Regions from separate parts of the Mus musculus genome. Here region 1 is linked to region 2. The links are chromatin contacts, called in public HiCAR-type maps. All regions are on one chromosome and are shown on one strand. The core of a region is the stretch at or near the end of the contact, and the rest is flanking DNA. Distances in the headings are between cores, read along the strand shown.

The links. HiCAR-type assays count read pairs that join an accessible place to other places.
Region 1: a contact with region 2 is called in a HiCAR-type map of astrocytes, with 5 times the contacts expected there. The contact joins two enhancer-like sites. A contact is called at or near these places in 2 of 484 Hi-C or Micro-C datasets (cortical neurons and stem cell-derived neural stem cells) and 2 of 115 datasets of contacts at active chromatin or transcription factors (astrocytes and stem cell-derived neural progenitor cells).

What each region holds. Positions count from the first base shown.
Region 1 is chr4:97,431,534-97,434,233 of GRCm38.p6, forward strand. No RefSeq gene overlaps it. Among named protein-coding and RNA genes, the nearest start is that of Gm40207, 16 kb to the left of the region's middle. Within about 2 kb of position 1,403, at least 12 of the 459 cell types and tissues checked have an H3K27ac peak or open chromatin away from gene starts, as enhancers often do. A contact at or near this core is called in astrocytes, where this site is marked.
Region 2 is chr4:96,718,093-96,721,028 of GRCm38.p6, forward strand. No RefSeq gene overlaps it. Among named protein-coding and RNA genes, the nearest start is that of Cyp2j5, 55 kb to the left of the region's middle. Within about 2 kb of position 1,674, at least 60 of the 459 cell types and tissues checked have an H3K27ac peak or open chromatin away from gene starts, as enhancers often do. A contact at or near this core is called in astrocytes, where this site is marked.

The DNA.
Region 1 (2,700 bases), core at 153-2,652, 710 kb after region 2:
GAAGGAACAAGGGTTGAGCCAGGATGAAAATAAAAATATCTACTATATTCTGGAGGTTGAATCAGCATTTAAGGGATGCCAGTAGACTTATAGAGGAAGGTATAAAAGTAATAGCTTTCTTGGAATGCTGTGTACAATTCTTTTATTTATATAGTTTTTTCCTATGTAACAAGTAATTTTCTAAGCACTTAAAACTATTTATCATACCAAATCTGTGAGCCCAGGATTAGCATGACCCTACATAACAAATGAGGAAAATGATACCTTGAATGGTTGAATCATTTGGCCAAGCTCTAATTGCACATAAACAAGTTTTTTCCCCATCAAAGCCACTAAAGCTGCACTAACAAGTATGACTTCGAGAGTACTAGCTTAAGTCATGCCATTTATTTCTGTACTAGAAATAGAACAGACTATATGAAATAATAAAGGTTGGAGGGGGGACTTGCTAATCAAGCTTCCTATGGTATTGTAATAGACAATCCCATGAAGAACTGGGCAAGTTTATGTGAAGTAGAAGACAAAGTCATAGCTGGAGACAGAGACTTGAAGGTTGGCTGTCTATGTAAATGGCAATGGTCATCAAAATAGTGGCCAGGATAGCTCAGCACTGTCACTGACTGGCACAACTCACAGGGAATGACAGGATTGTGTTCTCATGGCACATCTCGTTTTCATTGAAGGCTAAGAACTGTTCCTCATTTCCTATGCAACATTCATGATTCCATGGTTGTGAGCTAGCTCTCATGTTCTGAAATACACAGAAAGGCTCAAATGGGTAACTGACAGGAAATGAGACTTGGATAGAAATAAGGAATTGAGGAAGTTGAACCTCTCTTGCAACCTTTAAAAAGCCTGCTTAATACACCCATCTTTAATATTTTAGAACCTAATTGGTACAAAACATTGGACCTGCAATTTGGTCATACTCATTATGTATTTACATTCCTTTTATTAAAATATAGTAGAAATGAATAATTGAAAGATCAGAGCTTAAAATGATTTTGCAGCTAAAAGTTAAAGCTTGAAAACTGATCTACAAATAATTACTATATCCACTTAAAATTTAAAGACTGTTTAATTTTATTTTTAGAGCCCAAAGAATCCCAACAGACTTCATAAGAAGCAAAAAGAACACTCGCTGGCTGTGGGCACTCCACCTCATTCAGATGCAGCCCTTTCTATCATTGCTTGTAGCAGTTAAATACAGTAAACCATTACTTTGTGCCAGGCACTGGACTGTGTACCTTCTATCCATTGGAAATTCACAATGCCAGTCAAAAAAAAGGTTACTTTCTTCATTTTAAGGATAATGAAAGCATATTTGAGAGATTACTCATTTCCTCGGGCTCATTCAGTGAGACATGGTAAGCTGAAACTGCTCAATACAACTCATTCTAGAGTGTTACAGTGAGCAGTTTCTCAGGCTCCAGGTTCCAGCTATGTCTTTAGTGTCTGAATTCTTTAGTGCTCTCTAGAATGCCTGAGAAGTACTTTGTAACAGCATCCTCTCTTCTTTCTTCCAGACAAATCAAACCCTCACACAACCTCCACCACCAAACAGCCAGAGGTGACACTGAGTTCTTTTTATCCCTTCCTTATTTGGCTGCACCATTTACATTGTTACTTGAAACTGTGAGATTCCCGTTGAAGTCTATATTTCCCTAAATGCCACGAGCTCTCTTCAGCTTAAACTTGTGACACATTGCAATGTAAGCTTCACTTCAAACATTAAATATTATCAAATAAACTCAGAAGTGCTCTGAGAAATGATGAGACCCATAATAAATAGTGCCTCTGTTGTCCCCTCAGGTATTGAATGAGTAACATAACAGATGAGTGGAAGCAGAGAGTCAAGAATCATTTTTTTAAGTTGCTACTTGAGTTTTTAATAGCTAGTCTGAATGTTCTAAATAACATCAGTAAACCACCTGAATTAGCCACCCCAAACTTTTACATCTCAGAACTTAGAGCCACTTTTGGAGTTATTTTCCAATACCACTTGTCCTTTCTTATATTACCTTTAGGTTTAAATCTTACCTGAGATTTTTATCCCTTTAACATAAACAGACAAATACTACACCTTATGATGACTTGATGATCATTTTATCTCTTCTTTCACTCAATAGTTTCTCCAGTTCATAGACCCCTCTACTTACCATTAGTAGGCTTCTCTTTAAGTCTTACCCCTACCTAGCCCAAGTTCCTGGACCCTAACTTCAACATTGACTTGTTTCTACAATTACCAATTCCTTCAGCCTCACTAGCCTGATGTGCTACTTACCTGTCCTATGTTAGTCTAATTGTCTGTTTAATGCTTTACCTTCAATATAATAAGGTGAGGATTTATTCCTTATTCATTGATATGTAATTAAAACAGAGTCACCGTTCTTATCTGTGGGTAAAATGTGGTAACCTGGTGCATGCGAACAAGTACAGTAATAAATCAGAGACTGAACCACTTCCTGCTCCTCAAATGTTTAGCATTTGTGTTTAATACACACAAATTCCTCTCTTCTAGTTCTTAATTTAGTTCACTGAAATTTGCATTTCACAATTTCATATATAGTGTATTCACATAATTCCCACTTCCTACTCTCTCACCTGTGTCCATTTTACCTTTTGCTTCTGAATCTCTTTCATCAGTTCGTGTCTTTCTGTTTCATATTGTGAGTTCTGACATAAACCAAAGCCATATGA
Region 2 (2,936 bases), core at 424-2,923:
ATGTATGTATGTATATATGTATGTAAGTTTATATGAATGCTTATATAGCAGTAGAGGCCAATAATTAGAAAGGGATTGAGGGGCATGAGAAGATTTGTAGGGGAAGGAGAGAGTGATGGAAAGGATATAAAAATTATTCATATATGAAATTCTCATTTTTTTAAAAAAAGATATAATAGAAGCCCTGGTAACCTAATGCATTGATTTATATATGACTTTCTCTAGCTCCCTTTGCATTTTGACCCTCCCTCCTGAACTTGAGTCAACACTGTAGGAGAGAAGCAAGATTCCCATTTTCCTTCCCCCTATCCCTTCTTCTTTTCTGCCAATAAAGGACAGGCACAGGGAGCAGAGTCATCAATCTACATTCTCAATGTCCACAGGGAAAAGAGAGATGGATTTTGGAAGAACAAATTGGACTTGTCTGAGAGAACACATAGTGAAGAGTCACATCTCAGAAGGTGTCCAAGCCCAAGGAAGCCCAAGGAATCTCTGCTTAGAGCTGGCTCCTTGAAAGCAGAAAATGAGCTTCAGTTATAATCTTCTGGGGATTGGCTAACTAACCAGAACTTTGGAATTCTGATGAGACAGATTCTCAGTCTAAATCTCCCTTTGCAAGAACAGAAAACTGTGTGGGATAGTAGTGTGTGGGCTTTAGGGATTGGTACCAAGTGCCAATTGCTCTTTACAAGATAAATCTCCCTTGGCCTTTGTCAGAGCTCAATCTGCCTATGAATTTTCCTGGACTCTATCCTCAGAAGCACCATCTGCTAGTGATTGTCCTACCATCTGACCACTTACCCTTTGTCAATTGCCCTCTTCTGGGCAACCCCACTACCAGTTGGAGTCTACCCATTGTCCATTTTGGAAAAACTGAGTCTGAAGAGCAACAAAACAGAAGGGGGAGAGGGAAACAATGCACTGTGTAAAGATCCAAGGCCAAGATGTGATGTGGGAAGGCCTGGAGTCTTTGCTCAGAACCTGGGGCGGGAGCATGTGGCCAAGCCAGAGCCATATTGTGTCCCAGGCAGCCTGATGGCTCCACAAATAATATTGATGCCTTTTGTTTGGAAACTTTTGAGGCAGCTTCCCACTTTCCAACAAGCCGTGGTAAATGCTGGGCCCTCCCCAAACCACTTTGCCTTTTGCATGGTTTCTGGCCAACTGCGCAGGCAGATGAGGCCCCTCAATGCTAATGAGGGAAAGGGCTGGCATTCCTGAGTCACCCAGCTCTGGGAAGCTCGCCTTTGTTGCTAAGGAGCATTGGAACTGTAGCTGAAAGGCTCATAAAGACAGAGAGGAGAGGGAGAAAAGAAAAGCACACACTTGTTTCCAGAACTTCACAGTTCCCTAGATGGCACCAAAGCTCTCCAGTTTCTGATCCCAATTAGAGTATCACCCCCATCTTTATTGTTCCTCTTAATGATCTTGGGAAATTCTTCAAGTTAGAAAACACTTAGCAAACTTTGGACTATTTTATCACTTTAGTTATGCTTTTGTGTCTGTGAACATACCACCTCCAGGTGGCTGAGAATGCCTTGTTACTGGCTCAGAGGGGTATGGAGCTGAGAGAAAGCAGCTGGGGTTTGCTAATGTTCATGTGTGGGCTCCATTCAGTAGGTGTTCACCAGTGACCCACATGGTCAAGGATCTGGGCATTGGTGCTGATGACAAAGTAGAAGAGGCTATGTTGGATTTGCTGCCAGTCTTGCTGGACAATGAGGCCATTCATACAGGGGTGTTGTACTAGTTGTTTGCTGCCAGTGTGGCCTACATAGCATTGCTGGACTTGGAATTTACACAACAGTTTTTCACTCCTGGCTTAGTCACTCTCACTAGGCCTGTTGGAACCAAAGTGATTTCAGTAGTACCCTGAGCTTCAGTTTTTTCAACAGTAGAATGGGCATAGTAATGCCAACCTATTTTGTAAAGTAAGAGAAGCAATTACAGGTGGGAGGATAATGTAAAAGGCAGTTTCTGCTGACCAGGAAAGCACTCTGAAAATGATCCAAACGCTAGTTTCAATATCTGGAAAAAAACTAATAATTAGGCCTGTTGTGAAGGGAAGAATTGTATAAAAATAGAGGATACTTGTTTCCTCTGTGGTACTTCTCTGTGGCATTCAAGATACACTGCTAAGCCATTGATGCAATATCTCATTTAATATGAATGGAATGGTGTTGCTCTACTAAAAAAGTGAGTTGCTCAAGGCTATATGGTATGAGAGAGTCTGATCCAGCTGAGAAAATGCCTCTATCCTTTATTCTCTTCATCTTTAAAGATGAAGTTTGTGATCCTTGGAAAGTTACTCTCTCTCTCTCTCTCTCTCTCTCTCTCTCTCTCTCTCTCTCTCTCTCTCTCTCTCTCTTACACACACACACACACACCACTGTATCATCTCTAAAAAGCTTACTGCATACTGTCACCCACTTAGGAAGGTCCTACTGCAGGAAGCTTATCAACCAACAGACACTGGTCTTTATTTCTCTATCTTTATTAGAATTCCACAGTGACACATAATGAGTATTCAATAAGCCACTATCTGAAAATAATAAAAAACAACAAATGCCACAATGACATTTTGAAGTGTAATGACATCATAGCATATTACTATTTATGTCAATTTGTTGGCTTCATAGCAGACCTCCTATAACCTCTACTGTCACATTGTTACCTTAATAAATAATCTTCTCTATGGATTTAAATTTTATTTCCTTAATTTTTACTCATATAAAAGTAATGAGTATACTCTCATGATATATATACAAGCAGACAGATAAGCATACAGACAACCTCCAAACCAAGATTCCCTTCTTGCCTAAATTCTAACCGTGCTGTGACCATGTAGTCTGACTTTATGAAGCATGACCCTAATTCAGAAACTTCACCCCTGCCTCTGAGGCCTCTTTGTGATTGTCCATGTATTCACCCCCTGC